2 separate regions of the Mus musculus genome follow, and region 2 is linked to region 1. Evidence: chromatin contacts called from public promoter capture Hi-C data. All regions are on one chromosome and are shown on one strand. Each heading gives the region's core, a stretch centred on a gene start, on an enhancer-like site or on the middle of the called end of the contact. The rest is flanking DNA. Distances are from core to core; before and after follow the strand shown.

Region 1 (3,956 bases), core at 577-3,076:
GCCTTGCCTAGTCATACATCCTGGTGTTTGACCCAGCCAACCCACACTCATTGCCCATTGCCGTTCACTTCTCTGTGGGTAGGAAGAGGCTGCAGTAGGAGCAGCCAGGGGAGGCTGAGGAGTCACCTCATCTTGTCCTCTCTGTCTTCAGATGAAGAGTCTTTGGGCTCCACGCCCCCGCTTCCTCCAGGCCTGCCTCCTGGTCACTACGACTCCCCCAAGAACAGCCATATCCCTGGACACTATGACTTGCCTCCAGTACGGCATCCTCCATCCCCTCCATCCCGGCGCCAGGACCGCTGAAGAGCCGGCATGGTATGGGAGCGTGCCTATGTACCCTGCCAGGAGCAGGGACTGGACCAGCAGGCCACGAACAGAAACACTTGGTGAAGTGAACAGAGACGGACTGTGGCCCTGTGCTTCCACCGAGGGAGACACTAGTTGACAAAGTGTCTAACCCTCTTTTCCCACCCACTGCTCAAGTCCCTGTGGACATAAGCTGGTGGGCAGAATGTTGTTGTACAAGTGTGATTTTAGATCGATTTTTTTTAAAAGTATGTGTTGGGTACCTTTTCTGTGTGTATGCTCAGGCAGGCTGTGTGTGTCTCTAGTTGGCTTTAGAGGGAGTCAGGTATAGGTTCTGCCTTCTGCACTTTCCATCTTATCTAGTAGTCAGCTTCCAAGCTTAACTAGTTAGAGCTCCACCAGCAGCAGGCCCTAACTACCTGCCTGCCCTTCACCCAGTAATCCTCCATGTCTTTGCTCAGAGGATTGCTCCCCGACTCTGGTGTTTGTCCTCCTGGTACGCCTTGACGGTCCTGCAGTCTCCCTTTCCCGTCTCGCTTCATTCTTTCCCAGAATGAAGGCTGTCTGCCACCCTACTTCCCAGCCCAGGAATTGGCACATCTAAGTTCAGCCTTCCTAAGTTACCCGTTGAGTCCTGCTTGCCCTTCACATATTCCACAGAACACCCACCCCACATCTGCTTCATAGCTACTCTCTTCTCCACGTACCCACAGAAGGCAGAAGTGGTACCAGGCAAGAAGATGGGATTGTTGCATTTTGTTTTGTTTTTGAGACTCTGTCTCACTATGTAGTCCTGGCTGGCCTGGAACTCAAGAGCTCTGCTTGCCTCTGCCTCTTGAGTGCTGGGTTTAACGGCTCAGGGTCACATGCACAGCTCAAGCTGCACTCCGATGTGCTTTCCCCTGTTGCTAGATTAGCGTCTGCCTCCCCCTAGTGGAGAGGCTGATCGCCAGCTCTCTGATGCAGGACTCTGGTGTTTAGGCTCACTCACTATTGGTTTCCTTGGCACAGGGTAGTCACTCAATAAATGTTCCTCTAAAAGCTGAGTGGCTGAATCAAAGTACCAGCAATACCGTGTCCCCAGTGTCCCCCAGAGCCTAGTTTGGAGCTCTCCTCAGAGATAGAGTCTCAGCAGAGAGCAGCATCCGTGCTGCTGTGGTACTGAATGAGGAGCCAAGCAACTCAAAGGGGCCCGGGATGGCGAAATGGTAAAGATGGGACCTCCTAGATCAAACCAGCAGACAAGCCTCCAGACCTCCAGGGAGCTGAGGAGAGCTGGCAAAGAACTCAGCATAGCCCGAGCCCTTACCACTTGGGCCCTTCACAAGGCACTCTCTCTCCCCTACAACCTTCTAGCTCAGTGCGTTGTCCTCTCCCCCCACAACCTCCTCTGCGAGTACAGAGAGTACAGACCATTAGGGCCCTAGCTGCACTGCCCTAGATTCCACGCATCTATGCCCTACGCCTAGCCACGCCCACTGGCTCTGGCTCTGGCAGAGTCAGGGGCCTCCACGTGCACTCTTTGCCCGTTGCTCCGGCCACAGCCCCACCCAATCAGGCTGGGTTGCCCTGGAGAGGGCAGTCGCGGAGTCGCTTGGCTGAGTGGAGATCCTAGGGGTGAGGCCCACAGAGTCCCGTTTCATCTTGCCTCTCACTCGAGGGGTCCAAAAGCACCCCTATGTCAAGTGAGCCAAGCACTACAGGGACCTCACCCAGGACTCCGCGTCCTGGGGCCCAGAAGTCATCCGGAGCAGTAACCAAGAAGGGGGATCGGGCTGCTAAAGATAAGACAGCAAGCACCCTGCCCCCGGTGGGAGAGGACGAGCCAAAAAATCCGGGTATGCTGGCGGGGCAGGGCTGGATTAATTGGACTTGACGTTTTCTTTTTTTTTCTTTTTTAAAATTAAAACTGGTCAGCAACTTGCTCTACAGACTAGGCTGACCCCGAACTCAGAGGTCTACCTATCTCCTCCGAGATCAAATGTGGATCAGCACATCCCACCTCCTCAGGGGTTGGTCTTAAAGAGTACACATTGCCTGGGGAAGCTGACGTGCACTGTAAGATGTGACAAGATAGGTCAAAGAAGGCTGAGGCAGTGGTGAGAAGATCCCGTGGGGCTGTGGGAAGGTTTAGGAACACAGCTCTATGGATATTCATTTAGACAACAGTTACTTTTGAGTGTCTTCTCTGTGGCCATGGTCACAGTTGTGCTTTGGCACGCTTAAAGAAAACTATTAAAGTTGGATTAACAGGACCATTGCTTCTCATGTTGCAAGGGACAGAACTCAGTTTGAACCAATTAAGCACAAAAGGGAATGTATCAGAAGGCATCTTGATACAAATTCGATGCTTTTGTTATTAAAGAGGGTCAGGACCCCGTTTTCCTTGCAATGGAAATAAAACACTGGGAAAAGATGCTGCCGGTCTGCCTTTTGCCAGGTGCTGTTTTCCTGTCAGCGCTAGTGCCCAGGGATAGGCAGGGTATAAGGAACTGGAGAAAAAGCATCTTTCATAGGGAAGACAGATAGGCCAGGGTTTGCTGGGCACAGAAAGCCCACACACATACTTGTGATCCCAGCACTCGGGGTACTGAGGCAGGAGGCACTAAGTTCCTTATAGAACAATACATCAAGACAGTGTGACCCAAGGGAGTAAAAGAGAAAAAGAAACGCTGGCTGTGCATGGAGGAGATGGGAAACAGAGATAGGGGCAGCAGAAAGGTGAGTGTGACTCTGAGTAGCCCAGTCCAGGGACGGTGATCATCGGCACAGGACAGTGAAGGTTTGAGAGGGTGTGTTAGGCTCCTGGGAGATGGAGTTGGTGAAGGATGAGGGGGATGGAGAGTCACCCTGCACTGCATGACCGAGTCCCAGGTTTCTAGCCTGGGATGCTAGCTGGGTGGAGATGTGGGAAGAAAGCTGGGAGAAGGGCCGTCCAGTGGCGGGCCTTCAGGTTCGAGGCTCAGCAGGAATGAGAAGTGGCAGGGTGACTACTTTGGGAACTTCCAGGGTGCTGGGATGTTCAAACCTGAGACTCTCTAAGATGGGTCAGAACTCTGACTGAAGAAACACAAAGCAGAAGGCTCTAGCAAGGATGGCCGGCCCGAGCAGCTTTGGCAGATGCAGGGACCAGAACTCAAGTGACCACTGCACAGGGACCCTGGGTATGGGCAATGTGGAGGTCACAGAGACTTGTACAGTTGCCATTGTATGTCCTGGTGACTAGTTTCTCAAACTGTGGGTTGGGGCCATTTAGCATGGGTCTGAGGACAAAAATAAGTTCCTTTGAGACAGTCTTGTAGGAATAAAACCACTGTGAGAGCCTACTCTTCAGGGGTTCCCATGGATGTTAAAGTTTGAGGGGCTCTGCTCCTGAGAGGTGAGTGATGCTGAGAAGGGTGAAGGGTGCATCCAGTTGAGAAGAGCCAGCCTGAGCATACACAGGGCGCTGCAGAGGCCACCCACCCTCCACGAGTCTCCTTCTAAGTGTTAAGTGAGTAGATCTGACTAAATGGTTGACCATTTCCCATGTGTCTTGAGTTTCCACTGACAGCTGGCCACAGGAGCCAAGTGCCTCTTGCCTTTTCCCCAAAGAGTTCTCAGGCTTTCTGTGTCATGCGGCTCTTGGTGACCTGGGGCCCGGCTCCCTT
Region 2 (3,956 bases), core at 715-3,214, 120 kb after region 1:
TACTCACTAGTGCAATACTGACAGGAAGGTTCTGAGGATAACCAACTGTGTTCTGAATGGGTCTGAGGCTTACTCCACAGGAGGAAATTCATGTCTGGTACATAAACCTGGTCAAAAGTCCATGGCTTGGGAAGTCATAGACCCTAGGGTGGAATCCAAGAGAGCTGTTTTTATAAATGGACATGTTACAAACTGCCTTCTAAATACTTATGTTTTAGACAGTGCTGCTTCCAACCTTGGTCAGAAGTTTCTTTTAGCAGCTGGCAACAGTTAATGCAGAGACTCAAGACTGGCCGAACTGCTGAGAATAAATGACTGAACATGGGTATCATCCCTCGCCACCCGAAAGCTCAGGAAATACTGCAAAAGATGTGCCACAAAGAATGTAATGTTGTCTTCTGGATATAGCATGGCTGCTGCACTCATAAACCTCCTGCAGCTATGGTTACCTGCATTGCATAAGATGAGTCAACATGTCACCTGCAGTATTAACCGGACACAGTGGTTATAAAAAATAAGCTGGGAGGGGGCACTTTGGAAGAGGTGTCCAGAGGGAATGGGAAGGGGACCGTAGGGGGTGGGTACAATCAAGATGCATTCTATATACTTCTGAAATTGCCAAAGAACAAGAAAAAGATATTTTTCAGTAATATTTTACTAATCATTTACTTACTACACAGTCTTAGCTACTAAAGTGTACTACTTATGGAGATAAGCCTTGAGCAGATAAAGACACTGTTCGGTGGTAGAGAGCCAGGCCATTTCTGAGATTGTTTTCAACCTCTCTGACATTTCCTAGGCCCCAGAGTACTACTCATTCCCCATCATACACCTACTTGAAGACAACTGCAGGATCCCCCTCTTCCGGGGTGGCAACTACAAACCTCAGCTTATAGATTTTAGCTGGAAGATATGGAGCAACTCAGGAGACTTGATTCCAAGAGGCCATCTTTACCACTGTCCAACAAAGCAGAAGCCTTGTTCCCTCACAAGATTTACAATTGCTTGCTACCTAAGCCTTGCTAAGAGTGTAGGAAAGCAATACTAGTTCTCACAGGGCTTGCTAAGCACTGAATTAAAAAGAAAAAATAATCCCCAATTCCATCACTTTTTAGCTCAACGACATTAGGCAAGTTGTTAAAGCGTTCTAAGCCTCCTTGTCTATCTATAAAGCAGGGCTGACGGGGCAGTGAAATGGCTCAGCACACAAACGTACTTTCTGACAAGCCTGATGATATGAGCTTAAACCCCAGAACTGATATGGTAGTAGAGAAAATGGACTACCACTAGTGGTTCTCTGACCTCCAGTCTTGTTCCATGGCACATGCACCTTTCTTCCTTATACACAAGAAAAATAAATAAATGTGAAACATAAAATAAACAGGAGCTGGGAATCTGCAGTGCCCAAGATTAGCCAGCAGCACGAGGAACACTGAGAGCACTACACCAGCATTTGGCCTTAGAGTCTCCATCTTTGAAGTATTTTCTCCTTGGTGGTTACTGTCCTTCCCTACTTGTCTCTTATGTTTCTTTTATTCCATCACATCTTTCCTGCCTTTCCGGAAACAGTTATGAACCCAGGTCTTTGCATTTTAGCTGGTAATTTTTTACTTGCTTGATGACACCCGCTTCCAACAGAATGTCCAGTGTAACGTACCCCCAGCACCCAGAACATGCCCTAACTGTTGGGGGTTGGTCTTGTGCACTGTGTATTCAGATGCTGATGTCTACGCCCAGATGTCTGTTTGCAGTCTGGAGGCTGGCATGGTCAAGTTTCTCAGGTTTCCATACTGTGTAAAAACTGTTTTCTGTCGTCTCTAATTGCTTAATAAAGAGCTCCTCAGCTTATGGCTGGGCAGGAGAGGACAGAGGGGGTGGGACACTGGAGCCCAGTGAGGGTCCCATGGGGATAGAGAGGGAGAGAGGAGAGAGAGGAGAGAGAAGAGAGAGCAGCCATGAGGACACGTGGATCAGAGCGATCCAGGACAAGACCAAGCCTAGTTGGGTTAGACTAGCTCAGAACCTGCCCAGCTTGGTGCCTGTAGCCTTTTAATAAGAATAAGGTCTCTGTGTCAATTATGTGGGAGCTAAAATGGGCTATGCCTAGCAATTATTTGGGAGCAAAGAGGGTGTAGAACTTACACAGAAATCCAAACTTAAAAAGAACTAGTCTTAGAGCCTGAAAAGTTCCAGGTAGAAGGTTGAGGAAAAATGTTTTCTTAGCAACTGTAGTTTCTCAGGCAGGCCCAGTGCTTGCAGCTCCTTTAACAGACCCCTCCTCGGTGCAGCATGGCTGGCTGCCTGGCACTTAAGCTGAGGGCTGTGAGCAGAGGGTAGTGTGTGGAATGTACGCCAGCTTGCTGCTGCAGGCCCAGAAACTTCTCAGAGCTGCCAACCGGTGCGTGTGGATGAAATACAGTAAGTGGAAATGCGGACCCAGGGGCCGGGCAGACGGGGATGGCAGAAGCCGCTAATGACCTCAAGCAAGCAGCCGCCCAGCCCAGGTTGGCATATGGGCCCAGGCAAACCATCAGAATGCATGCCAGTGTAAGGCCAAAGTCAGGTGGAAGGCAGAAATGTCTTTTCCTGTGAAGGAAAAAACAGGGCCTGGGCCAATCACAGTGAGAAAGGTCTGAGCTGAACTGCAGAGGGAAGCATACAACACACAGAAGAGATCAAGTGCGGCCAAACTTCTGATCAGGTAAAATCTATTTAAAATTATGCTTAAACTCAGAAGAAAGGAAACTGAATATAGAAAGTCATAGGGAGAAATATTAAATAAAGTCTCCAAAGAAAGGAGAAAAAACCACAAGTCTCCATAGAAAGGAGAGAGTTAGAGATTTAAAAAGAAAATATTTTCCATATTAAAAACTGGAAAACACTGTAGAAGAAAGCATTTGGACCCCACTTGGTTTTATTACAATTACCAGCATAGAAATAATTATATATTTAGTAATGATTGCCATTTTATATGTCCTCTTTTAGAAAGATGACAATAAAGCAGACTAAGATAAGCAGTGGACTGAAAGACGGAACACAGAGCTACAGGCAATAGAACAGAGATTAGAGGATTTTAAAAATCAAAATAAAGAGAGAATTTTCTCAAATTAATTCAGGGGAAAATAGAACAATATCAGATTCAGATGCTAGAGAAAATTTAACTGAATCTTTAGACTTTGAAAATGCTAACACTAAATATAAAAAGGCTATTAGATCTTTAAAGGCCAGATCCATACTTACTCATGAATGGATTAAAACTACCACAGATATTGAATCAAATGCTTATGATTTTCAGTTACAACTGGAAAGGCAATTGCAAAAGGGTCGAGAGCTCAGAATGTCCAATGCTTTGGCTGTGAAAGACCAAGAAGTTTCCTAAAAAACTATAAGCAAGGGGGCTGGTGAGATGGCTCAGTGGGTAGGAGCACTGACTGCTCTTCTGAAGGTCCTGAGTTCAAATCCCAGCAACCACATGGTGGCCCACAACCATCCATAGTGAGATCTAACACCCTCTTCTGATGTGTCTAAAGACAACTACAATGTACTTACATATAAAATCTTTAAAAAAAAACTGTAAGCAAACAGTTTCTAAGGGTAATATTTTCTATAATAATAATCTAGGGGAAAAGTTTCCTGGGATATGTAAAATATATCAAGAGAGCAGACACAGGGCTCTGTGAATGTAGATCACCCAGAGATATTTGAGGCAATTACTGTCAGAATGCTGCCCAAGGGCCCTTACTCAAGGTCCAACAGAAACATCAGGAGCTGTTTATTTCCTGTCAGCTGAGGAAAAAAACTGTTCTAGAGAGCAAGGAGAAAATTAAAGTCTGATAGGACAAGCAACATTGTTCAAAACTTAACTAAACATTTAACAGAGATAGAGCCGCTCCAATAAATACAACAAAAATCCTAAAGATTGTCAAAATATAGACATTCTGGTGAACTTTTATAGA

What was found. Promoter capture Hi-C pulls out the DNA fragments that hold promoters and counts their contacts.
Region 2: a promoter capture Hi-C map of embryonic stem cells shows a contact between it and region 1, with 5 times the contacts expected there. The contact joins the enhancer-like site here to the promoter of Lrrc71 in region 1. A contact is called at or near these places in 16 of 39 promoter capture datasets (the 3T3-L1 cell line, 3T3-L1-derived adipocytes, the C10 cell line and 10 more), 3 of 484 Hi-C or Micro-C datasets (the N1E-115 cell line, brown adipocytes and nephron progenitors), 1 of 115 datasets of contacts at active chromatin or transcription factors (acute myeloid leukemia) and 3 of 9 other capture datasets (adipose tissue, embryonic stem cells and pancreatic islet).

What each region holds. Positions count from the first base shown.
Region 1 is chr3:87,746,493-87,750,448 of GRCm38.p6, reverse strand. Lrrc71 (leucine rich repeat containing 71) reads left to right here and starts at 1,826. Exons shown (of 15, transcript NM_028971.1): 1 at 1,826-2,144. The coding sequence starts at 1,985. Pear1 (platelet endothelial aggregation receptor 1) reads left to right here. Exons shown (of 25, transcript NM_152799.2): 25 at 152-1,352. The coding sequence ends at 303.
Region 2 is chr3:87,629,534-87,633,489 of GRCm38.p6, reverse strand. The region is part of intron 1 of Arhgef11 (Rho guanine nucleotide exchange factor (GEF) 11); the gene reads right to left. Among named protein-coding and RNA genes, the nearest start is that of Arhgef11, 14 kb to the right of the region's middle. Within about 2 kb of position 1,964, at least 32 of the 459 cell types and tissues checked have an H3K27ac peak or open chromatin away from gene starts, as enhancers often do. A contact at or near this core is called in embryonic stem cells and nephron progenitors, where this site is marked.